4 separate regions of the Mus musculus genome follow, and regions 1, 3 and 4 are each linked to region 2. The links are chromatin contacts, called in public HiChIP or PLAC-seq and promoter capture Hi-C maps. All regions are on one chromosome and are shown on one strand. The core of a region is the stretch at or near the end of the contact, and the rest is flanking DNA. Distances in the headings are between cores, read along the strand shown.

Region 1 (6,659 bases), core at 1,060-3,559, 1.1 Mb before region 2:
ACCAGATGTGTCTCCCTACTGAAATTCTAGCCTCTAAAAGCACTAGCCACATAAACTACTGTAGTTCTAATTTATGGTATGTGGAACTCTTGCATAGCAGCATCAAACTGACACACTCAACACAGCAGCACACTAAAGGGACAGCGTTCATTCTTGTCATTACTAAGGGAAACAGGTAAGTTTTAATTTTGAACAGTACTAATATTAGAGAATTGTGGAAATGGGGCTTCAGAAAACATATGGCCTGTAGCTACCAAGCCTAAAAACATTTAGTCTCTCCAAACCTAGAGAATCCTTGTGAATCAACTTAGTGGACCTACAGTTTTGTATTTCCAAATGCTTAAGAGAAAGGGGGATGGTTATCATCTTCAGCAGTCGTGGAAATGTTACTATGATTAACACATTTATTTTCAGCCATTGAAGACTTAAATAAAATGCTGGTGATGTTGGTAACGTCCAGAGAGTAAAGCATTATGTAATATAAAAGCTTACTTAACTCTCCCACCAATCAACCCACGGACAAGAAACATGACTTAGGGTTATATGTTTGTCATCCAATGAGCATGCTTTTATCATACTTCAGAAGAGAAAAAAAGGGGATGTGCGTTTTAAATATTGAAAAAAAAAACTCCGGTTTCTGTAACTCTGAGATATGTATATGTGCTCATGAATGTATTTGTACATCTATGTGTGTAGGTAGGCCAGAAGAGCTTGTCCAAAAAAGGGCTTGGATCTCCTGGAACTGCAGTTGCTGGCAGTTGGAAACTGCTCCACGAAGGTACAAATCTGGTAGTCTTTAAGAGCAGGAAGCACTCATAACCTCTGAGCCATCTAATAGCCTTCCACTCAGCTGCCTGGTTTTTGTGGTTTTGTTTTGTTTTTTCTCTTTGAGGCAGTTAATGTATCCTGGGTCAGCTTTGAACTGATTCTGCTACTTCTGTGCCTTTAATACTGGCACTCCATTCCTGTGCTATGAGGTGTGGGATTTTGTTTTCAAATCATATCTAAGCCTAAACCAAGAAAGCAGTGGTGACATGCTTACAATCCCAATGCTCCAGAGGCAGAGGAAGAGAGAGGCAAAGGCAGAAGAAAGATCACAGAGTTCCAGGCCAGACTATGCTAGACATTGTCTTAAAAGAGAGACTCATATATATTTTTGCTCTTTTGGTTTTTCAACTCAGGGTTTTTCTGTGTAGCCCTGACTGTCCAGGAATCCACTTTGTAGACCAACCTGGCCTCGAACTCACAGATATCCAACTGCCTCTGCCTGCAAGTGTTGGAACTAAAAGCATGCGCCACCAAGTCCAGTTAAGAGTCATATATTTTCACATATTATGTAACAAGAACCTCAATCCAACCTAAAAGCATCAGTTGTAATCCCGCTAACAAACACCAGGGCGAGGTGCATTTCTTAGGTTACAGGGAGTCCTGGAAATCCGGCACCAAGTCTTCTGCCAAAGACATGGGTATAGACGAGGAACAAAAGACCCTCGTGCCGCCCTCCAGCGGCTCCGCTCCGAATGCGTCCGGTGGGACTCCCATTAGAGGGTCACTGCCCACGGAGCCAGGATGAAGCGAAGGGCACGCGATGGCCCGAGGCCCGGCAAACGTGGAGGACAGGCGCCGGGCAGGCCGGAGAGCGCGTGCTCGGCCAGGCACCGACGGCCAAGGCCAGACAGCCCAGGTCCCAGGGGCGCGAGCCCGCTAAGGGAGCCCGGGGCTCCATCTTGCCCGGCGGCAGTCTGGGGTCACCACTGTCCTGTGGCCCCGCCGCAATCTCGGCGCGCAAACTCTTGGCGGCCGAGGACAAGGCCTATGGTAGAGCGCGATCGGACTCGTTCCGGGCCAAGTTTCTCGTCCCCACGGGTTCGGTTCTGATGGGCCCCAAGTTCTCCCAACAGATCCCACAAAATGGAGGCCGACGTCTCCTCCCGCCGCAGCCATGGCGGAGGTGGGACACCCTTCCCACGGGCCAGGCAAGGTGGAAGCGCCTGCACGGCCGCCAGCGCACCAGTCCCCTTGCGGCCGCGGCCGGGCTCGCCCCCTCGGTCCGCCGCAGGCATTGCCGGGCTCGCCAGTCGCCGGGGTCTTGGGGGCCTGGACAGGGAGGACGCCGGGACATCGAGGCCGCGTCTCTCCTCGAGCAGAGTCGCAAAGGGCCGTGGCGACCGTCTGGAGGCCGAGACCCAGTGTCCCGATCCCGGGCCCACCGGAAGCCTCGACGAATATCGCCCGCCCCCAGGGCCGAAGCGCGAGCCGAACTGCGGGCAGCGCCACTCGGGCTCCTGACCCGGGCAGACCCCGCGAGTGGGGGCGGGGCGGGGGCACGGAGGGAGGGCGGAAGAGAGGGAGGGCCGGCCCAGCCCGGGGCTGGCGGCGGGGGGGGGGGGGGGGGGGGCCGGCAGGCCCGAGGGCGTGGCCCAGGTCTGACGGACAGCCGCCGTGACTACCTCACCGAGGAGGGTCCTGAAAGAAGGCCGACTGGGCCAATGGAGCCTGCCCGAGGCATTCCGTGCCGCCCACGCCATCAGCCAATGAGCGTGCGGAGGGCGGGGCCTCCCCGGGCCCCGCCGTGCCACCGCCTCCTCTGCCTCCTCCTCACCAGCGCTAAAGCCGGGACTGGACCGAGCGGAGTTGTGCGTGTCGCCGAAGGGGGGTGGGCCGGGGGAGGGGAGGTTCGTTCCGCGGAGCTGCAGCCAGAACCCGGTGAGGCTTCTCCCCGCCGTCTTTCCTGTCGAGGGCCGCGGAGAGTGGGGGTGGCTGGGAGCAGCGCAGCCTCGGGAGGAGGAGGCGGAGGCGGGGGCGACTGGGGAGGCGGAGATGGGTGAGGGCAGCGTCGGGAGCCTCCCACCGAGCCGGGCTTAACAGCCCGCGGCGGCCGGTGTCGCGGCTGCTGCGTCGGGGCCTGAGGGTGCGCTGGGGGCCGCGCTGATGTCCAGGGCGGCTTCGCGTGCGGCCGGAGGGGTGAGGGAGCGCGGGCGCGGCAGGGCTGGCTGGGTGAGGCGGCCGCGGGGCGGGGAGCGCGAGAGCCTCCGGGTGCGGGCGGCAGCGGCCGGAGGTCGAAGAGTGTTTTCCTTTCTGTGCTGCGAGCGGGCGGGCGGGTCGGGGAGGGGCCCTTTGGCCCTCCCGCCCGGGGGCCGCACTCCCACCCTGTCTGTTCAACCGACACCCCAAGTTTTCCGTGTTAAGGGGCGTCCTCTTACGTCCCGCGGCGTTTTCTCTCTCTCTCTTTTTTTTTTTTTTTGGGTCGGTCTGTCGCAGCTTTTAATCTTATTTGAGCCAGTTTCTAATGGCTGACCTGGTGCCTGTCGCGGGCTACTGAGGAGTTAGGCCCTAATCAAGTGCTTGCGGCAAATGGGACCCAATTGTTGAACCTCTCCCGGGTCGGATTTGTACTTGAGTGGTAACTACTTAGGAGAAATGTGAATCCCTTTCTAGATTCGAGGACGCGTTTACTCTTCGACTCAGCTGCGCGCTCTACTCATAATTCTGAAACTGGAAAGAACATATGAGCTTGGCCTGCTGTCGTTTAGTTGATCTATTGTTTATTTGGAGAAGGTTGGTAGAACAGCTTGGGAATAACTTCACCTTGACTTATTTATTTCCTTTGGCGTTCAGGGTTTGGTGCTACCTCGGAGCTGTTGATGTTCACTGTATGTATGTGTTTTGGGTGTTTGTTTGTAAATTTCTTTTTATACTAGGATCTTCAAGCTACTTTGGTGAAGGATTTGACAGGAATAAGGAAAACATCTCCATTGTGAGTCATTTTGCGTAGCTTTCCTGCTTAAACCACTAGGATAGACTTTTCTATTTTGTCGAAGTGAAGAGTTGCTGCCTGAGTGATTTCTGCTGAGAAAGCCAAGCCAGTGTGATCTGTAGTGTGTTAGTGGGTACTACTAACATGGCTGTCTTCTCAGATTCCTAAATAAGACTATGTTCTTAGTCATAAGATGCTGTGCACTTAACATTTTTGTGTTCCTTTCTAGGAGATTTCTTTAATTTCTTGTATTTTTAAACCACTAAGCAGTTATTTATTTTTGAAAAAGCTTGTTTGTTTGTTTGTTTAAAATGTTTTCACCATTGCTCTCTTCAGACACACCAGAAGAGGGCATCAGACCCCATTATAGATGGTTGGGAGCCACTATGTGGTTGCTGGGATTGAACTCAGGACCTCTAGAAGAGTAGTCAGTGCTCTTAACCACTGAGCCATCTCTTCAGCCCACACTAAACAGTTATTTTAAATAAAGATTAAATATTTTTAAAAATTACTGACATGTTTTAAGATGGAGGACAAACGAATTACAAGGGTTTTTTGTTTTTCAGTTTTAAAAAGATTATATGTTACATATATAGGTGTTTTGCTTCATGTATATCTGTGTGCCACTTGGCTGCAGTGCTCAAGAAGTTCAGAAGAAGGTAGAGGATCCATTAGAACTAGACAGCAAGTTATGAACTGCACTTAGGCGTATGGGGACTCAAACCCTGGTCCCTTGGAAGAACAGCTGATGCTCTTAACCACAGAGCCATCTCTCCAGCACTGTGATTTCTTATATAGTACTTCGTAGACATGCACTTCTTTTTTAATTTCTTTCTTTTTTTTTTAAAGATTTATTTATTTTATATATGTGAATACACTGTCGTTATCTTCAGACACACCAGAAGAGGGCACCAGATCTCATACAGATGGTTGTGAGCCACTGTGTAGTCTCTGGGAATTAAACTTTGGACCTCTGGAAGAGCAGCCGGTGCTCTAAACTACTGAGCCATCTCTCCAGCCCCCAGACATGTATTTCTTACTTTTAAAAAATATTTAGAGAGAGAGAGAGAGAGCCTGCCTTCTTTCCATCCTTCCTGAGGAAGCCAGAAGAAGGTGTTGGGTCCACTGGAGCTGGAGGTACATGTAGTTATGTTCTAGGATCAGCTGGGTTCTGGGATTAGAACTCTGGTCCTCTAGAAAAGCAGTAGATATCCTTAGCTGCTGAGACATCACTCCAGTCCCCATCAGATGTACCGTTTTAAAGTTAGGGCAGTGTCAGACTGTAGAATTCTGTCTGCCTGTTAAGATTGGAGGTTGCACTGGGTGTGGGTGCATTTACAGAGCAAGTTCCAGGACAGCCAGAGTTAAACAGCAAAACCCTGTCTTGGAAGAGAAATTGAAAAAGGCAACTGAGGGGCTGGAGCATGTTGGTACTCTTGTGAGGGACCTGGGCTTGAGTCCCAGCACTTCCATGACAGCTTGCAATAGTCTCTAACTCCAGTTCAGGGGACCTGATGCCTCTTCTGATCTCCTCAGGCTTCCTACATGCTCATGATGCACATAAATACACTCAGGAACACCCACAGAATTAAATAAGCAATTTGAAAAATAGATACACTTTAAAACAGTGGTTCTCACCAGACTGTGGTAGCACACATCTTTAATCCCAGCACTTGGGAGACAGTAAATTTGAGGCCAGCCTGGTCTACAGAGCAAGTTCCAGGACAGCCAGGACTACTATGCAGAGAGACCTGTATAGTGGGACTATCTTGGACCCACCAAAGATATAAATAACTCAAGGGTTTATTAATATTTTAAAGCTCCATTCTTTTGCTGAGCAGTCTCCTGACTACTCCTGGCATTATTTCCTTCTGTGTGGCCAGATCTACATCTTACACTCAACTTTGGTCTGTCTGTTTACTTCCTTGTGCGCTAGGTGCCTGGAAGATCCACCTTCCACTTCCTGCCCAACTATTGACCAGGTGAGGAAGATGGAATATTTACAGAACATGAGACTAGTGATGGGCCATAGAATTAACAGTTCCCAGATCCTGCCAGCATTTAGCTCTCTGCCAGTACAAAATGAATGACTGAATATACAGGGACATACCTTCACATAGTATACCCTAACAACACTGTCCCAAAAAAATACAACAACAACAAACAAAACCCACAGTGGTTCCAAACTTACCTAATGCTTTGACCCTTTATCACAGTTCCTCGTGTTGTGGTAACTCCTAACCATAAATTATTTTTGTTGCTACTTAATACTGTAATTTTGCTATTGTTAGGAGTTGTAAATATTTTTGAAGATAGAGATTTACCAAAGGTGTTTCATCCTATAGGTTGAGAACCCCTGCTTTAAAAGTTCAAAGCCAGAGGGTGCAGAGAGGGCTCAGCTAGTCTCTCCCTGTAGCCCAGAACACCCATACACAGTCAACACAAAAAAGAGCATGGCTATTTCTCTGTATAGTGCTGGCTGTCCTGGAACTTACTTTGTAGACCAGAGTGGGTTCAAACTCAAGAGATCGCCTGCCCGTGCCTTTTAAGTGCTGTGTGTGCCAGAAAATTTCTAGATTCCATCTCAGTTAAATCTGCTGGTTTCTTGTGAATCATAGTCAAGTTTTCAGACCCAGCTAACTGGGATCTACAGATTTAATTATGCCACACAAATGATCCTGTTAGTCTTCGCTTCCTTCTGAACATAAACCATGCTTTTGGCCGCTGCATTTTTCTTCCTACTCTTGTATTTAATAGTCTGTTGTGAAGGGAAGCTAGGGCAGAAGCCTAAAGGCAGAAACTGCATTTGCCTGACTTCTACAACCTAGAATAAATTGTCCCTGGTGGTACCACCCCCAGTGGGCTGGGCCCTTCTACCTTATTCATCAATCAAGGAATACCC
Region 2 (6,059 bases), core at 649-3,148:
TTTTTTTTTTTTTAAGATAGAGAATAAAATTTAAAAGGAAAGAAAATATCAGAAAAAGAGGTAGCATGTGGAAAGGGTAAGGGTATCTTTTTCTGAACTTTTGCTTAGATCCAACATCCACACACAAATCACATTAGGGTTAGAAACAAACTTCCCAGCCAGGTGGAAAGGCATACGCCCGTAATGTCAGTATTAGAGAGGCTGAGGCAGAAAGTCAATAAACTGGACACCAGCATAAGCTTACATAGTAAGTTCAGACCAGCATGTGCTACACAGTAAGAACTTGCCCAAAAAACAAAGCAGCCGCCAAGTGGTGGCGCACACCTTTAATCCTAGCACTTGGGAGGCAGAGGCAGGTGGAGCTCTGAGTTCAAGGCCAGTTTAGTTAGGCATGGTAGCAGCACAAGCCTGCAATCCCAGCACTTGGAAGGCAGGAGCGAGCAGGAGCATCAAGGCCAGCCTGTGCTACAACCCAAGTCAAAAGCCAGCAGGGCTATCTGGGAGACTCTGTCTCCAAAGAAAGTATCGGAGCCGGGAAGGTTATGATAAGAGTGATTGCTACTAAGCCTGACAACCTGAGTTCAATACCCAGAACCCACATGGTGGAAGGGGAGAACTGACACCCACAAAGTCGTCTTCTCCCCTCCACAAGAACACTCCAGAAGGCACACACATTCGAGTGTGTACACATGCCCAGACGTATTTAAAAAAAAAAAAATTCTTACTCTGAGTTGTGGAAATAAAAATGTGAAACACATTGCTCCCTCTGTGTCTCTGCTAGTAATAGTTGGTCCTTGAATTCAAGTGTATCCATCCTTACTAGGCACACTATACTTTGGCCTTCCAGGTTCTGCCCCAAGGGTCTGCTGATTCTTTACGGTCAAGTTTCACCACAAAGATGAACTCTTCTGTTTACTGGCTTCGGAACTTCCTGACCACTCCTGCTCACCAACCCCTCTTCCCTTTCTTACAGTACTTACCAGACGACTGGGAGCCACGGGGCTTGCCTCTCTCGGACTCCAAAAGAGTACCTCCCAAGACCTGCAGCAGAGTTCTGACCACGAAGCTGCCATGCGTGTCTCCACAGAAGAACAGAAAATCATCACACACTTCAGCGGCTAGTCCCAGGACTAGCTCCTCCAGAGTTTGCGAGGGACCACCCTCCTCCTCTTCCTCCTCCTCCTCCTCTGCCTCCGCAGGACGCCTCAGCAATCGAGGTAGCTGCAGCAAAGCACTTTGTAATACGTGGACCCCACACCGATGACAAGCCACGAAGCGCAAGTTGGGGCGCAGAGCGGCCCACACTCGACACAGGGGTTTCAAAGGACTGAACCCCAAAAGCTCCTGCAGCATTTCGCTACCAGTCCTGTTCGTGGCCAAGGCTAGAGCCTGAGCCTCCACTTCCTTCAAAATATTGCGCGCCATCAACTCTTTAAAAAAAAAAAATGGGGTCATAAATAAACCGTTAGGCTGAGAGGAGGAGAAGACTTACCCATCACTTAGCCAAGACCTCCCCTGAAAGTTCGGCGTGTGGGTTTTCCACTTAACCCACGGCGTTAGCTGCTCCTACCTCGTTCTTCGGCGGCGTCGGGAGCCACTTTTAGCGCTGACAGCGCCCGTCGGAAATATCCAAGAGCCTCCGGGCTCAGATGCGGGAGAGCCTCGGGGGCCTGCTCCGCACGCGCGGCTGCCGGCAGCCGGGGATAACCATCGCGGCCGGGAGGGGGACGTCCCGAACCCCGGGCCGCGCGTCCCCGCCGGCCGGCACCCGAGAACTGGCGTCGCGCTTTGTGAGCGGAACGCGGCCCCAACCCCATGCGTGCTTTGGGACCAGCCGTTCACGCTTCCCGGTTGCAGCTCCCACAACCGCCGGCGCGCTCCGGACGCACGGGGACGTCATGAGTCTGCGACGGGGCGGGCGGGAGGGCATGATGGGCGTGGCTGCAGGTCGCCCTTCCCCATTTGCGGACTCCACCCCACTGGGTCTGACCCTGGAACTCCAGGGCTATCTTTGACTGGTTCCATATCATCGTTATCCGCACCCGGACTTCCATCCAGGCACGCACTCCAACGTGGCAAGAATCAAAGTTCTCAAACTATAGATCTGGCGATCTGGGCAGAAAGAAACCCAGAGGCTGCGTCTGCTGCTGGTAAGGCTCTGACCACTTCAGGGGTCAGGGATTCGCGGTTCTCCGTGGGTCTGGACGGGTAGCCAGAACTCCAGAGAGCCCAGGACTCTTCGTGGCCATACCCTGTTAGGCTGCATTGCCAGATTCCCTACCAAGTCAGCTTCACTCAGAGGTTCGTGATAGTATTGTGTGTAACGCTGGAGAGTCCTGGGACTCTCCTAAAAGGACAGCCTGGCCTGAGACTTTGACTCAGGTATCCTTCTGTCAAATTTCTCTCCCCTCAAAATAGTCCAAACTTGTCTAGCCCTCACAGAGACCTGGATTCAGCACACAATCTACAGGATTCCCTCAAAGCGACTCTTTACCTCCACAGATATCCCCTTTGATGTGAGTCATGGTAGCGCCTATGAAGGGCCAAGTGTGTGTGGTAACTGGTGCCTCCAGGGGTATTGGCCGTGGCATTGCCTTACAGCTTTGCAAAGCAGGTGCCACAGTTTACATTACCGGCCGCCATCTGGATACGCTTAGAGCTACTGCCCAGGAGGTAAGTGACCACCTGAATTAATCACTGTGATTACTATACCCCCCCCAACAAATCGCAATGTTTACTGAATACCATAAATAATAATCTAGGATTGATTTTTTTTCTACCAAGAGAGCTTAATGGGAAGAAAAATCTTTCTGTTTGAGAGTTTCAGGTTTTGCAAAGAAAAAAAAATTGTACTGGTGGCTTCCTCTAATTTTCCTCTTCCCTGGCATTGGGTTTTGCATGCCTTTGATGCCAGCACTCAGGAGCCAGAACCTCTCTGTGATTTCAAGGTCTACATAGTGAGTTCCAAACCGGCTACAGAGTGAGACCTTGTGGGGAGGAAAAAAGCCGGCATGGCATGCATGCCTATATAACCCAGCACTGGAGACATTGGGCCAGGAGATTTCAAGTTGAAGGTCAGCTTGAGCTATGTAGTAAGACCCTCTCAAAAAAGCTCTTAGGCTTTAGTTGGCTTAGATTGGTGATCCAGTTAGAAGACGATTTAAGTTTTAGATAGTTCACCCTGGCTGGATTGTGAAGAAGTGACTTGAAGAAAAAGACTTGAAGTCAGGCGAGGCATTGCTGCAGTTTGAGCAGGACAGAAGCAGGACCCTGGGCTCACCCCTGGAGAATAGGTACTCTTCTTCCTCTGGTGGGAGGGTCACATTTTTCAGAGGCAAGGCAAAATAGGAAGTAGCAGTAGTTTATGCCTAATAGCTTTAGTTTTTCACTGTGGAGTCAGAGCATTGGTTGAGTGAGGGAAGGAGCAGAGGCTGAGTAAGAATTCCAAGTGAGCAGCAAGGGAGTCGGAAAGGACAAAGAGGATGGTTACTTCTGTCTGAGAGTGGACGCCATGCCTCATCTCTTGCCTGGAATTAGCAGAATAATTACAAAGTAAGGTCTTGCATATGGTAGCCCTCAGTGAAAGCGGATGTTAAATCTGAAGTCCAATGTACCTTGCTCTGTTGTGGGAGGTGCCATTGTGGTGAAATTCCTAAAGCGGACACCAGAGGGAGCCATTGCATGGCCATGTCCCAGCTGTTGGCTGAGTCCTGAGCTCTCAGTTCCTAAACTTCACTGGAGTTCGGAAAGTGACACTGCTGTGAACTCATCCTCGCTGTCCCTCTCCAGGCACAGTCCCTCGGGGGCCGGTGTGTACCCGTGGTGTGTGATTCAAGCCAGGAGAGTGAAGTGAAAAGCCTGTTCGAGCAAGTAGATCGGGAACAGAAAGGGCGGCTAGATGTTCTGGTCAATAATGCCTATGCTGGCGTCCAGGTAACCTTTTAACTCGATCCAACTCTACATTCCAAATCCACCCTTGAGTCTTTATCTCCATTCGTGGTCCCATTAGCCAGCCCTTTATACCTTCATGCCAATCAGTCACCCTTATGTCTTCTAGGCAATCCTGAACACCACCAACAAGTCTTTCTGGGAAGTGCCTGCCTCCATTTGGGATGACATAAACAATGTTGGACTCAGGTGTGTGCTTCACTGCCAGAGCCTGGGCTCCTCTTGTTTAGTAGCCCCAGAGCCTGGGCCTTTTCCTATAAGGACTTTCTCCTCTGGCTTCCCCATCTCTTTCAACTCCGTTCTACTCCATTTGTCCCACTTACTCCTGGAGAAGTCCCATGCCTGTGGGTTTGCACCTAAGAATATAACCTTTTTTTTTCCCCCACGTGTGTACGTGAGCATGCATATGTGATAGGGGTGTGTAGGTGTGTTTCTGTGCCTACCTTGGTGCATGCAGAGATCCGAAGACAAGTCCAGAGAGTCAGTTCTCTTTCTCCACATCTTTCTGTGAGTTTCGGGCTTGAGCTTGGCTTTCCCGGCCTGCACAGGAAGCAGCCTTTGCCTACTGAGCCACCTCAGCCTGGGAATGGCAGTCTTTGCTTTGTCTCAGTTTGTCTTTTTTGCTTTGGTTTGATTTGGTTTGGTTTTTGAGACAGGGTTTCTCCGTGTAGCCTTGGCAGTCCAGAAGTTCTCTCTATAAACCAGGCTGATCGTGAACTCAGAGATCTGCCTGCCAAGTGCTGGGATTAAAGGCATGCCCTACCTCCCAACTCAGGGTTTTCTGACAAGATGGCAGCCTCGTTCCAGCCTCATTCTTTGCCCATCCAAGTACAAGTCCCAGAAGGAGGATTCTCTCAGTGTTGCACACAGCCCATGGGCTATGTTTTAAAAAACTATTAGAAGGAAAGCTCAAATGATTAAAAGGATGGACCAATTAATGTAGCGTGTCTATGCCCCTGTCGGTTGTGATCACTCCACACGTGTCATTCTACTTCCTTCTAATTCATTCTCAGCCCTGCTGCCCTCTCCATCCCTCGCCTCTCAGCGAGGTCTCTCTTCTCCCGTTAGTCCTGTCACTTGTTTCCTGTTTCCCTCTCTATTTCCCACCTTCCTCAGAGAGCTTCCTTCCCTGTATACGTGTGTATACATGTATAGTTTTAAACCTAGGGTCCACATATGAGAGATAACATGGTATTTGCCTTTCTGAGTCGAGCTTACTTTGCCAGATGTGGTGGTGCACGCCTTTAATCCCAGCACTCAGGAGGCAGAGGCAGGCATATCTCTGTGAGTTTGAGGCCAGCATGGTACACTAGTATCAGGACACCCAGGGCTATGTAAAGAGACCCTATCTCAGAAATAGTAACCACAATAATAATTGGTTTTTGGTTGTATCCATTTTCCTGCAAAAGAGGTGGTTTCATTTTTCTTCTTCTTCCCATTAATTTATTTTTTCACATCCTCGTCACTCCTTCCAACCCCACACCCTTTTCTTTACAGCTGTATAAAATTCCATTTTGTATCTGTACCACCTTCTCCACTCCATTTATCCACCCATTAGTGGATGGACATCTAGGTTGGTTCTATCTCTAGACTGTTGTGAGTAGGTCAGCTGTAAAGATGCAAATCTCTGTGTGGTTTGTTCACTTAGAGCCCTGCCCAAGTGTAGGGAGGTTGGGTGGTGATCTGTCTGTTTCTGAGAAATCCCTGTCTCGCCATCAGCAGTGACTAGGCTTCTCCTTTGCCCACACCATCACCGGCCCTTGGGAACTGTTTGCTTGATGAAAGCCACTCTGACTAGGAGGAAATGGAATCTGAAATTAGTTTTAATTTACATTTCCCCTTGTGGCTATGGTTATCGAACATTTTCTGGGTATTTATGTGGCTATTTGCATCTCTTCTTTGAGAACTTTCTATTCATCTCATCTGCTCATTTTATTACATGGTCTCATCTAGCCCAAGCTGGCCTCAAACTCACTGTGTAGCCAAGGGTGTCCCAATTCTCCCGCCTTCACCTTCATGGTGCTGAGATTATAAGTTTGTTCCATGAACCCAGCTGACCAGATACATGGCTTGACACACCCAAGAACTATCTTATGTTTACGGTGCAAGAG
Region 3 (5,940 bases), core at 2,305-4,804, 1.5 Mb after region 2:
AGGTATGAAGTGTGCGGCGGGCACTCAGTGAATCCATGTTGAGGATCCAGAGGCCCACACCGCCCCCAAAGCCATGTACCATCACCAGAGGGGTGCGATCCTTTTGTTCTGGGCTCACAGTCACCGTCCAGATCTTGTTCTGGTTTGGGAGGGATACATAACGGGCCAGGAACTTGTTCTGGAGACCTGGGAAGGGAAGAATTCCTGGGTAAAGCATCAAGAATGCTTCCTGAGAGCACAGACATTTTGCCTAGAATACACTCTTCAGTTTTCTCTCCTCTTAAAGAGATCATTTTAGGAAGCCCTCCTAGTCTCCACAGTGAGTTCCAGGACAACGAGGGCCACATAGAAAGACCCTGTCTCAGAAGAAAAGGGTAATAATGATGATGATAATAATAATAATGATAAAAGAAGACATGCTGAGGAAGCCATGGGAAGCAAGCCAGGAAGCCACATTGCTCTATGGTCTCTGCTTCAGGTCTTGCCTCTAGGTTACTGCCTTGGCTTCTAAACTTCATGATGGATTGTAACCTGTAAGCCAAATAAACATTTCCTCCCCGAGTTTGATTTGGTCAATATTTTAATCTCAGGAACAGAAAGTGAACTAAAACAGCCTCATCCATCTTCGGCCTCCTTAGCCCGGCCTTAGACAGAACCCTAAGTCAGGTTAGCAAGAACTGTCACGTGGTGTGCCCTGTTCCCCCATCTTTAGATCTGATCCAGTGAACCAACTTCTATTTTTTTGTGTTAAGTCCTTGACTTTTCTTCAGCAAGAATCTTGCTGAGTTCACTCAGAAGAAACTCCCCGTCTTGAGGTCTTTAGTAATCTCCATCCACTGACCTTGTCCGTTCCTTAGCTCTAAGTTCCCCAGCTGTTCCTGTAGCATGGGGAACTGGGAATGTTATCATCCCAGTGATGACAGGTCGAGGGCGTTGAGGGACCACTGTCGTGGAATACTTTGTTGTCTGTCTGTATCCTCCCTGCAAGCCAATGATTTTCTTTCCTCTAACCCATACTCTCCTAATGAGGAATCAGGGGGCTCAGTGGACCCAGGTTGGGGAAGATCCTGTATCCTTTCCAGGCCTTTTAAAGGGGAGGAGCAAACTGTCCCTTCTACTTACACTGGAGGATCCTGGCTTCCACATTCTTCAGTTGAGACATGGAAGTGGGGCGCCAAGTGGGGAGCCAGCTACTCAGCCAGCCCTGAGGCCTACAAGACACAAAGGTACTTACTGACAACACTGGAAAGAAGCCACTGTTCCCAGCCTTGCTGATAGCTCCTAGAGTTATCAGGGTACAAGGTGTCTCCCAACTTCAGGAGGCCTGCCCTTCATGGTCTTCAATATCAGCAATGCCTAAGCAGTCCGATAGATACACTGTTACTCTTTCCTTAGGCAAATGGCTATTAAGAACAATGGCCCTTAACAGATAGCAGATACCATGAACACAAAACTTGACTCTTTTGTATTTATTACCTTCCTGGAGCTTTACAACTCCTCTTTGTTGCTGGTTATTTTAATCTATGTTCAAGGAGATTACAGAGGGAGAGGGAGAGACTTTCACTAATATTTCCATTATTCTTTGTCACTCTCAAAACTAGCTGTTATTTTAGGGTATTACAGACAAATTCCCATGCCATCTGCTGTCATGCATGCTTCTGGAAGTTTGGGGTGCTGTTAGTGCCTGATTGGGGAATCCATCCATCAGGGATGAATTTAGAGCTGGGGCAGGCAAGGACCAAGGGGTAAGATATCTAGATTCATGTCACCAAAAGACACAGGTGGCCTCTGGCCCATTTTTCAGGTTGTAAAACTAGGAGAAAACTTGCCTATGTCCTAGAGTAAAACTGGTAACTTATCCTACTTTCCCTTTCACACCCAGTGACTCAGCCACTGAAGAGCAGAGGTGCCAAGCACTGGCTCTGGAGTATACAGAACTCCTGGGTCTGAACTATAGACCCACAAGTGAGGAACGGAAGGGGTTGAGGTCCAGACATACAGTGAACCTTGACAGGTGCCTGCCACAAATGTAGTTCTTGTTCTACCTTTCCTGTCTTGCATGCTTTCTCTCTTTTTGTGAACTCTGCCTAGGTGAAGGTAAGAGGATGGTTGCAGCAAGGGCTTGTGGGTTTGAGCAGGAGAAGATGATGGCATCCTTGGCGGAACCATCCCAGCTACTCATAGCATACACAATGGGCACCCTGAGTATCATGGGAACTCGCTGGATGAAGCACCAATACCTAGACCACAGATCTTGGCCAGTCTCAAAAGAGAGACTTCCTCTTTGCATTGTAGGCTATAACAAGTCAGACCATGACACCTGAACGAACCCCACACATCTCTAACTCTGGACAGCAGAGCTCAAGAGAAATGCTTCCCTATGAGACAGCAACACTGGCAGCAGTCCACACAGGCCTGGAAGGGGTGGGGGTTGGGGGACAGGGAGCTATGGGCACAGCTTGGCCTTTCTTCTGTACAAACAATCCAGAAAGAGAAAAGGCAACAGTGCCTGTCACACTGTGTGTCAGTGCTATTAGGGAGGTGAGAGCTGAGGTGGGAGAGTGAGGCAAGCAGCCTCTTAACATTGAGCAAGTCTCTGAATTTCTATGGGCATCCGCATCTGTTGCTTTATTTGTAAAACGGAGCTGAATGACCTGAGTCTTCTTTGGCTCTAGTGCCGTTTCCCGCAAGTCACTGTAGGCACCATAAATTTCCTCTTAGAAAGCAATACTCTTCTTGGGCAGTTCTTTTAGGTCCCTTACACGATTGTTTACTATTGATACAAAGTTATTTCGTTGTTCTGCAGATCCAAAAGGACAAATATTAGGTCAAGGGAAGGCCCTGTTCCTGTGAAACCCTTGGAGCTGAGTCATTCTCCTCTAAGCAACTTTTTCCCGATCCTGTTAGACCACCATCACACAGGTGGCATCTCAAACTTGATGGCCTTGGGCGAGCAGTAACCACATCCCAATCTAACAAACCTACTTCTGAAACCACGGCAGTAAGCATGTGTTTATGATTAAGAACACTATCAACTAGGATTGCAAGCAGAACGTAAAGGCGGCCAAGGGCTAAAGGAATTTGCAAGCCAGTTCCACACTAATTCCATCGCAGTGGAGACTTCTCCTACCCATGCCTTGTCCTTCAAGGGCTTTTCACACCCACGACTTTAGTTCCGGGCAAGTCTCCACAAGCACCACGTCCGCATCGGGAAGAGCTAGCTTATTCCTCGTGCTTTACCACTAATCTAACTGGGCTACCAGAGGGGCGATCGCGAAGACTAGTGGAAAGTCAGAGTCCCCAGGCTGAACGCAAGCTTAACCCTCAACACTCTCCCAGCTCCGCAGCCTTCTCATCTCTCAGCGCTCCCGGGGCTCCTGAGCGCAACCCATCCCTCCCTGGAAGCCAACCTGAAAGGAAAGGCGGGGAGTCTGAAGCTGTCCGCAACTACAGACAGTCCCCGGATCCTGGCCCGGACAGATAGAGACAGAAAGAGAAACGGACAGGAGTAACTCACTGCTGCTCCAGATCATCAGCCATAGTAAACAAGCCCTGCCGGGTCGAGCTGAGCCAGCCCATCCCTCCGCTCGACGCCAGAACCAGCTGACCCAGGGAAGTATCGGATAACAAAGGGGGCGGGGCCGGAGGCGGGGCCTGGGTCGCTAGCGGGGTTCTAGCGGGCAAAGTTGGCAGACCAACCGACTCAGCACATGGACAGCAATCAGTTGGGTGCTTCCTTCTGTTTGCTCCCTCTGGCCTGCGTCCAGGCTGAACACTACGGTCCCACAAAAGTAGGCTCCTTAATCCGGATCACATCCCTTTGGGGGACAGTGAGGGAGACAGGAAGACAGGTAGTTTAAAACTCAAAGTTCCTCACTGGAATGCCACCAGCCCCGCCTCCACACCTCCTTCAATTAAAGAGTGAAGGAACTGCTTTGCCTCTTGCTCACGTTCTCAAGCTTCCCTCTGTATCTCAGGTCACAGACGCTTCATCTGCCTTGGTAGTCCTATGGAAATGGTTTAGATGTCCGTGGAGTCATAAGGGTGCTTCCTATAAAAGGGCCTCGGATATTGTAACCCAAGATTTCCCGGTTCCAGAAATACAAAAAGCATGCTGCCTAGTTAAATTTTAGACAGCAAAGTTTAAAGCTAAGTAGGCTCCCTGTAGTATTTGGGGCATCCTGTATTCACAGCTCTAAGATGAGGGGTGACACCTGTCAGCATAAGCATTTCTCTGTTCTGGGGATGTCTTGCCTCAACCTACTTTCCAAGGAAAAAGTAGCAGTATCCTGCTTCCTTCCATTCGGTGGACCTCCCAGAGGAGGGCCAGTTAAAGGCCTAACGCATAAGGCTGGGCGTGATTAGGTATGTGGATATAAGATTAAGGATGTGGGATGTGAAGTGACTTAACCCAGAAGTTTTGAGCACATTTCAGGCTGGCTCGGCAGAGAGGCGGGACACATCTTGAAGCTGGCTTCAGAATTCACTTGAAATGGCAAAGGGGGTGTGGCATCCCTGGAGCCGCTCCCTTTCTGATTATCCACTGCAGTAGTTTAATCATACTTAAGGGGAAAGAATCTACTGAGGACTCTCTCTCTCTCTCTCTCTCTCTCTCTTACACACACACACACACACACACACACACACACACACACACGTCAAGGTGTATGTGTCCTGGGTTGGCCTCACATTGGATGTGTATCTGAGGATGATCTGTGCTTCCGAGTCTCCTGTTTCTATCTCTGGAGTGCTGGGATTATAGGGTATTCTGCCAGGCTTGTTGATTCAGGATTGTGGATCGAACCCAGGGCTTTCTGCTTGCTAGCTAGGCACTTTAGCAGTGGAGCTATGTTCCTAGTCCTACAGTATTTTTCTTTGGTCTTCTTGAAAGACCGAAGAGAACCTGAGATTTATTCTTTCCAGAAACACAATGTTAAACTGATCATTATAAGGGTTTAAAGTTGAAGAGAACTGGAATTTTCAGAAATGTCCATCCATGATTTTAGCCAAGCTCAGTGGTCCCACAATTCACTATACACAGTCATTGGGTAGGCTTGATAACAACGCAGCCTCCTGATTGCCATCCTCAGAATCTAATTCAGTTAGTTTGGTTTGAGGCTAGAAAGCTGCTTTTTTTTTTTTTTTTTTTTTTTTTTTGCATTGAAGGTGCTGGTGTTCCAGAAGACACACTAGTTAAACAAATAGAACCCATGGCCAGAAGTCTGGGTTAAGTTCAAGTTCTTAGCTTTGTCATTTATTTCCTGATCTTGGGCAAGTCATTTTGTCTGGCTGCTGCTGCTTCTGGAGTGTGTGGCTTGTGAGAATTCACTAAGGCAATTCAAAGAAGATTTAGCATATGTACTTTAACAATGATGTATCTTATGTCCAAAGCCAAACATTATGTTACACAAAGAATCCAATGATAAAAAGAAAGGAAGTCATCTTTTTTGGTGGTCCCCCCCCACAGACTCCCCAGGCTGGTTTTGGAGAGCTGGCAACTATGTAGTCAGAACTTAGTTCAAACTTCCCTCCTTCTAAAAGAGACCCCCATCATCAGGGCACCACATGACTTTAGTTTATTTTCCTCAGAACACCATTTTAAAAGGCTCTTGCATAATCCATACTCATTTGCCCCTCCTCCAGAAATTAAGTTTCAGGGGGGAGTCTTGTCTGTTTAGCACCCTGCTTTGCTCCCTGCCCACAGCAAGGTATGTGCTTGGCACTTGGTGAATGCATGGACAAGCAGGCTAGTAAGCATGCCTGGCTGACAGAATGAAGCATTAAGTGCTAAGAATGAAGTACTAAATTCTGAGGGTACTAAGTACTAAGTAGCTGACAGAATGAAGTACTAAGTTCTAGGACAACAAAAGCTCCCATAATCTGATAACCTATAAAATGTGGGTCCTTTTGGGAAAGGCTGATCAGGTGCGACTGGTATTA
Region 4 (6,756 bases), core at 2,550-5,049, 1.1 Mb after region 2:
AGATGCCTCAGTGATGAGAGCCTCACTGCTGTTGAAGAGGACTTAAGTCAGTTCCCAGCATCCACTTAGTAGTGCTGGACTCAAGCCTGGATCCCCTGGAAAAATAAGCCAGGGTTGATAACCACTGAGCCCTCTCTCCAGCCCCACATGGAGATCATTCCCACCCCAGAACCCCACATGGGGTTTCTCAGTGTAGACCAGACTGGCTTCAAACTCAGGCTACCCACCTGCCACCCTCTCAAGTGCTGGGAATAAAGACATGCACCATCATCCCCCCACACACACACACCTCACACATAGGAGACTTCATGCTAGATGTATAGGTGTTCTTAACTTCTTTAAGACCTTGAAAAGTTGATTTTCGTTGGCAGGTTCGTCCCTTCACTTTAGGCCAGCTGAAGGAATTATTGGGGCGTACAGGAACTTTGGTGGAAGAGGCCTTCTGGATAGACAAGATCAAATCTCATTGCTTTGTGACGGTGAGGCGGGGGGGCTGACTCTGGTTTCAGGCACATACTTTGTCCTGTGAGCAGTGTGGGCAGATGGAGGGCATTGCAGCAGCAGGGAGACTAAAGGTGCACCATGCCTCTCTGCCTCTTCCTACCAGTACTCTACAGTAGAGGAAGCCGTTGCCACCCGCACAGCTCTGCACGGGGTCAAGTGGCCCCAGTCCAACCCCAAATTCCTTTGTGCTGACTATGCTGAGCAAGATGAGGTGAGACACCTCAGAAAAGGAGGGAATGGGCCGAGGCGGTCAATTCTGGGACGACCTTCACCAAACCTGCAGTTGCTAAGAGTTTGGGTTTTCCTCTCTCTACCGCTGGTACCTGGGCTCCCTTGTTGGGAATGATGTAATCTTAATCTCTAGTTTAACTGTCCTTGTCCCTCTGCCCACAGCTGGACTATCACCGGGGACTCTTGGTAGATCGGCCATCTGAAACTAAGGCAGAGGAACAGGGAGCACCAAGGCCCCTGCATCCCCCACCCCCACCCCCAGTCCAGCCACCGCCCCACCCCCGGGCTGAGCAGCGGGAGCAGGAAAGGGCTGTTCGAGAGCAATGGGCAGAACGGGAACGGGAAATGGAGCGCCGGGAGAGGACTCGGTCTGAGAGAGAATGGGATCGGGACAAAGTTCGAGAGGGACCCCGCTCCCGATCACGGTCCCGTGACCGCCGCCGGAAAGAGCGAGCAAAATCTAAAGAAAAGAAGAGTGAAAAGAAAGGTACTTAGCTGGGAGGAAGGCAGGATGTGCCTGTCTCTGGGCTGGAGGGTCAGGGACCCAGGTGGGTTGGGTCAGGATTTTATGTTTCAGATCTGGTTCTCTTCCTCCCGCCTCAGAAAAAGCCCAGGAGGAGCCACCTGCCAAGCTGCTGGATGACCTCTTCCGTAAGACTAAGGCAGCTCCCTGCATCTATTGGCTCCCTCTGACTGAGAGCCAAGTGAGTACTCTCCCATTGTCAGCAGCTGGAGCTGTCTTTGCACCCAGGAGATGAGCATGACCCACAGTGTAGGCCCTGGCATTGGCTTAGGAGAGGAAGAGAGGAGGGAGCTGTGGAGAGGGTGAAAGTGGCCGCCAGGCAGGAACTAGAGCTTGTGGGTTTGAGAAACTGTTAGCCAAGCTTCTTGGAGCTTGATTCGTTAGCCAAGCAATGCGTGTCTTATAAAGCTTTGTTATAAACGTCTTGTACGTTGGCATTTCTATGAGAATCTTGCGTGTGGTGTTGGTGTGTATGTTGGGGACAGGAAAGGATGCGCTTGCCATGTTGCTCATGTGGAGGTCAGGTCTGTGGGTGTGGTTCTGCTTCCACCTCTCCATGGACTCCAGGGCTGAACTAAGTTGTCTGGCTTTTGTGGCAAGGGCTTTCTGGGAGAAATTCAGGCTTAATGCTACTCAGCTTTGTGTGTGTGTAGCATGATGAAAGCTAGAGACATATCAGAGACTGGTGCCAGCAGCCCTACCATGCATTAAGGATGTTGGTGGTGCACCTCATCCTGCATGTCTGCCCTTTTCCTGTTAATAGAAACTGACAGTGACCCCAGAAGCACAGCCTGGGATCAGTTCAGACAGGACTGTGACACACTTCTCTGCCTCTGTCCTTCCTGTCTGACCACAGATTGTTCAGAAGGAGGCAGAGCAAGCTGAACGGGCCAAGGAGCGGGAGAAGCGGCGAAAAGAACGAGAAGAAGAAGAACAAAAGGAACGGGAGAAGGAAGCTGAGCGGGAACGGAACCGGCAGCTAGAACGGGAGAAGAGGAGGGAGCACAGCAGGGAGAGAGAGAGGGACAGGGAGAGAGAGCGGGACAGGGGTGACCGAGAGCGGGAGAGGGAGCGAGACCGAGACCGAGGCAGGGAGAGGGATCGCAGAGACACCAAGCGCCACAGCAGAAGCCGGAGTCGAAGCACACCTGTACGGGACCGGGGTGGGCGCCGCTAGCCAAGAAAACACTAGAGAGCTGCAGGTACCTGCCACTTGGTCCTGGGAGGTCAAAGGCCACAGAGGGATAGGTACAGTCACCACCACCCTGGAACCAAGGGTCTCACACCATTGCTCAGTGCTGAACTATAACTGCCACACGTCCCCTCATATCAAATGGAGCAGTGGCAATCTCCCTGTTCCCCAACCTAACTCTTGGAACTTGGCCCTCTCCTTTCTTCCTGTTAAGTCTGAGAGGGAAGAGCTAGGCTATGAAGGGAAGATGTGGCCGTACGTGGGAATAACCAGTGTCCCACGCTCATTTTCCCTCCATCCTGCGTTCCGCCTCCCTTGGTACTCAGCCTTTTGGGGACAGCTGGGGCCAGGACTGGGTCACCTATGAGCTGAATCAGCCTCTCCTGAGTCCCAGGCCCCTGCAGTCCCCTGTTCTCTGGCCTGCAGTCTCTTGCCCGCTGGTTCCACTTTATAGCCACCTTTTCCTTTTGTTCAATTTTTATTTTTATTTTTTTTATTATTAAATGATGTGGTCTATGGAAAAATAAAAATCTGACTTAGTTTTGACTAGCATTTGAGTGCCTTTCCTTGGGAAGAGTTTGGGTGAAAGGGGAAGGTGAATGGCTGTGACGGTGGGCATCTGCGTTCTTCTGGGGCAGCGGCCTTCCTCGGGAACCTTCATCCCCACTTTGTCTCTAATCAGTCCAAAGCTGTATGTCTTTTTACTCTGGGAAATAGGGTGGCCTGTTTCTTTTGCAGTACCCCAACAGCCGGCAGGGTCGGCCTCCCGGTCCCCCTGCACAATTAGGCATTTGGTCGCCCTTCAAGGTGCTTCCCACAACTGCCACCAGGGGGTGCACACACTCTTTAGATCTTGCAAAGAGCTTCCCCAAAAAAGGTTCTCACTGCCCACCGTTATCTTTCCCCTGTCCCTGGCGAGCTCCCTAGACTCCTGCTTCCCCTGCCATCCTGAAGTTCACCCTAGCTGACTGAACTCGCCGTCGTGACCCGCACAAGGTCCTGAGTCGGTAGCCTCGCAGCCGCACCCGAATCCAGAACGTGAAGCCGGGTCTCCCGCAGTGCTCTCCCAGCGCCCCGCCTCACGGTGTGCCTCCGCAGGTGCTGTGCTGGCCGATCGTGTTGAGTCTCCTCCGCCAGGCCCTGGGAATAATAGCCTAGCCGTGCTACCCCTGTACCTTGCCGTGCTGCGGGCTGGCCCGGGAGGGGCCCCGCATCTGTATGCGCCCAGCAGCCCGGGAGCCGCGGGGGCGGGGACTGGCTGGGGAGGGTCGGAGGCAGGGCTCTCCTCTCCCGCGCGAGCCGCCTCTCCTCGGCAGGCGGAGCCTCCTTCCCCCGCCCCCTCCGTCTCGCTCCCTTGTTCTCGCCGGGGCCGCTCAGACCTGCAGCGGAGCCGCGGCGCCGGCTTGGATCGGCTTGGGGCTGTGCCCCCGGGAGCCAGCGACGGAGGCGGGCGGGGCGCTGTTCGCGGTCCCGGGCCCCTCGGTAGTGCCAGGTAAGGGCGCCTGCCCGGGTCGGGAATCCTCGCGGGGGCAGCGGGGGGTCCGCAGCTTGCGGTGCGCTCTGGCTGAGAGCCGTGCCGGCTCGGTTCTCCCGCGCTCTGCTCTCTCCCATCTCACACACCTCTCTCCCTTTGCCTCCCGATTTTTCTTCACCCTTCCGCCTCTCTGCCCCTTCTCTCTCCCTCTTGCCCTGTCTCTTCCCACCTCTTCTGCCTTTTTCTTCCTTTACCTTTCTCCTCTTTTCCCGCTCTCCTTTCCTCTCTCTCATTACCTCCCTCTCCTTTCCTCTCCTCTCCTCGTTCCCTCCTGCTATCCTGTTTCCCCACTCCTCCGTTTCCTTCCTTCTCTCCTCTTCGTCCCGCCTACCTCTCTGGTCCCCTGCTGCCCTCTGGCTTCTTTTCTCTGGGGAGCAAACGGCCTGTCAGGTGTGTGTCTGCTCTGGGGAAGGAGGAGGGGCACAGCTACCTGACCATGGGCCCCTTCAGGAGGAGGGAGAGAAATGGGAAGGGTCCTCTCTCTCCACCTCCTTTCCCGCAGCCCCTCCCTACCTCTACTGCTCCTAGTAGCTTACTCTACCAGAATGAAGTTCCGAGGCCTGATCTCACACACACACACACATACACACACACACAGAGAGAGAGAGAGAGAGAGAGAGAGAGAGAGAGAGAGAGAGAGAGAGAGAGAGAGAGAGAGAGAGAGAGAGAGAGAGAGAGAGAGAGAGAAAGGTTCACCTGCCCCTACCAGTTCCCAAGCCTGGTACCCAGGACTCCTCTCTGCCTTTCAGACACTCAGGCTGCTTCCCTGATGTCTTTGCTTTTCTCTCTTGCTGCCCTTCTCTCTCCGTGGTCTGTCTGTTTCTCATCTGGTCTTCCCCATCTGCCAGACCCTCCCAGATTCTTGGCCCCAAGCCTTCAATCACGCTGTCTCTGGCCCCTGGGTCAGCCTCCACTTCACCTCTCTTGGTCCCCCTGCACTGCCTGCAGCCCTGTTCCCAATTCTTCCAGATGTAGCCCCACTCTGTTCCCTTAGACCAATTCCCCTTAAAGACCGAGACTGGCAGAATGGGCTGGAGACAGTCTGGAGACGTGGGGTTCCTCAGGGGCAGGGGAGGCTTTCCTGAGTCCAGCCCGACTCAAGCTGCACTCACTCCTTGTCTTTGAGCCTGACCCTCTGGATAAGGAAGGCTGTGTGTTGATGAATACCAACCTCTCAGTTTTAAGCCCTTTCTGTCGGTCCATCTACCTTTTCTAGTCCCCTAGCTGTGTGCCCAGGCTAGAAAAGGAACAAGATTTGAAATTCCAAGTCCCTTCAGCATTCTCCTCTCCTTTTCCCTGACAGCTTTCCAGAGTTGGCCGACCTGAGATTTATGGGCTTGGAGGGGCTGGAGGTGGATCCAGGCAGAGCCTGGGAGGAAGGCTCAGGCTGTCTGTCTTGGACTGGGTTCTGGGCAGTGGGGTGTCTGGTTTCTTAGAGAGCTGGGCTTCGGTATCTAATTCGGGAGAAGAGTACGATTCAGGCTTTCCTTGATCCTGAGCAGCTACCTGTCCTACAGGTGTGGATCCATGGGGTAGCCTCAACGCGTCTTCCCCAGCCAGCTCATGGGCCACCTGGCCCTGCCCAGCCTCGGCACCTGGGGCCAGTGAACAAGAGCCCTGGCTGGATTACAAACATGTGGGGCCTTGTGAGGCTCCTGCTGGCCTGGCTGGGTGGCTGGGGCTGCATGGGGCGCCTGGCAGCTCCAGTCCCAGCCTGGGCAGGGTCCAGGGGACACTCGGGTCCTACACTGCTGCGGACCCGAAGGAGCTGGGTCTGGAACCAGTTCTTTGTCATTGAGGAATATTCTGGTCCAGAGCCTGTCCTTATTGGCAAGGTAAGGATCAACCCTCTCCGTGACGAGTCTGTCAGACCCTTAGGCCCTGCCCCAGAAACTTCATCAGTCTGCAATGACCTTGGTCCCCTGGCATTCCTCACGTACCACCCAAACCTAGGCTCTAACCCCGTGTGCTCTGCACTTGGAGCTTTCTGCCGCTTTCTCTTGACTCTTGCAGCTGCACTCAGATGTTGACCGGGGTGAGGGCCGCACCAAGTACCTGCTGACCGGGGAGGGGGCAGGCACTGTGTTTGTGATTGATGAGGCCACAGGCAATATCCATGTGACCAAGAGCCTGGATCGGGAAGAGAAGGCACAATATGTGCTGCTGGCCCAAGCTGTGGACCGTGCCTCTAACCGGCCCCTGGAACCCCCATCGGAGTTCATCATCAAAGTGCAAGACATCAATGACAATCCGCCTGTGTTTCCCCTCGGGCCCTACCATGCCACCGTGCCTGAGATGTCCAATGTTGGTGAGCACCCCAGTTCTGGGTGCCCTAGCTTACCTGGGGTTCTTTTACTCCTCCATCTGCTTTGGTTGTCTACCCTGGAATTCATCTCCTTTAACTCAGCCTCCTTCACATGCGGGGTCCCTCAGTCTACTCTTCTTTTCCTGGCCTTGCTGCTGCTGAGTGGGTTATGGGGCTCTCCCGCAGGGACGTCTGTAATCCAAGTGACTGCTCACGATGCCGACGATCCCAGCTATGGAAACAGTGCCAAACTTGTGTACACGGTGCTGGATGGGCTGCCTTTCTTCTCTGTGGACCCCCAGACTGGTAAGAATGAACTTGAGAGTCTCACAGGGCAGCCATGAGAACAAGCACCCCTGACCCAGTGTCTCTCCCTTAGGAGTGGTTCGTACAGCCATCCCCAACATGGACCGGGAGACCCAAGAGGAGTTCTTGGTGGTGATTCAAGCCAAGGATATGGGTGGCCA

Evidence for each region. Promoter capture Hi-C pulls out the DNA fragments that hold promoters and counts their contacts. HiChIP or PLAC-seq counts read pairs in DNA pulled down with a chosen protein or histone mark.
Region 1: a contact with region 2 is called in a FOXA1 HiChIP or PLAC-seq map of pancreatic cancer cells. The contact joins the promoter of 2410022M11Rik here to the promoter of Nop9 in region 2. A contact is called at or near these places in 1 of 39 promoter capture datasets (liver) and 1 of 115 datasets of contacts at active chromatin or transcription factors (pancreatic cancer cells).
Region 3: a promoter capture Hi-C map of hippocampal neurons shows a contact between it and region 2, with 2.6 times the contacts expected there. The contact joins the promoter of Abhd4 here to the promoter of Nop9 in region 2. A contact is called at or near these places in 3 of 39 promoter capture datasets (cranial neural crest, hippocampal neurons and pre-B cells).
Region 4: a contact with region 2 is called in a promoter capture Hi-C map of liver, with 2.3 times the contacts expected there. The contact joins the promoter of Cdh24 here to the promoter of Nop9 in region 2. A contact is called at or near these places in 4 of 39 promoter capture datasets (hippocampal neurons, liver, neutrophils and 1 more).

Annotation. Positions count from the first base shown.
Region 1 is chr14:56,807,639-56,814,297 of GRCm38.p6, reverse strand. It overlaps 2410022M11Rik (RIKEN cDNA 2410022M11 gene), which reads right to left and starts at 2,309. Exons shown (of 1, transcript NR_152252.1): 1 at 399-2,309. It overlaps Zmym5 (zinc finger, MYM-type 5), which reads left to right and starts at 2,834. Exons shown (of 8, transcript NM_001253753.1): 1 at 2,834-2,964; 2 at 3,439-3,558.
Region 2 is chr14:55,741,532-55,747,590 of GRCm38.p6, reverse strand. It overlaps Nop9 (NOP9 nucleolar protein), which reads right to left and starts at 1,898. Exons shown (of 10, transcript NM_026403.3): 1 at 1,571-1,898; 2 at 981-1,430. The coding sequence starts at 1,817. It overlaps Dhrs1 (dehydrogenase/reductase (SDR family) member 1), which reads left to right and starts at 1,907. Exons shown (of 9, transcript NM_026819.3): 1 at 1,907-2,150; 2 at 2,503-2,673; 3 at 3,790-3,933; 4 at 4,058-4,137. The coding sequence starts at 2,524.
Region 3 is chr14:54,256,897-54,262,836 of GRCm38.p6, reverse strand. It overlaps Abhd4 (abhydrolase domain containing 4), which reads right to left and starts at 3,554. Exons shown (of 7, transcript NM_134076.3): 1 at 3,518-3,554; 2 at 1,123-1,211; 3 at 1-186. The coding sequence starts at 3,540.
Region 4 is chr14:54,638,407-54,645,162 of GRCm38.p6, reverse strand. Cdh24 (cadherin-like 24) reads left to right here and starts at 3,799. Exons shown (of 12, transcript NM_199470.2): 1 at 3,799-3,942; 2 at 5,502-5,819; 3 at 5,998-6,292; 4 at 6,476-6,595; 5 at 6,669-6,756. The coding sequence starts at 5,619. It overlaps Acin1 (apoptotic chromatin condensation inducer 1), which reads left to right. Exons shown (of 19, transcript NM_023190.3): 15 at 372-479; 16 at 608-715; 17 at 898-1,222; 18 at 1,339-1,439; 19 at 2,115-3,002. The coding sequence ends at 2,435. Mir6948 (microRNA 6948) reads left to right here and starts at 2,053; the gene lies at 2,053-2,114.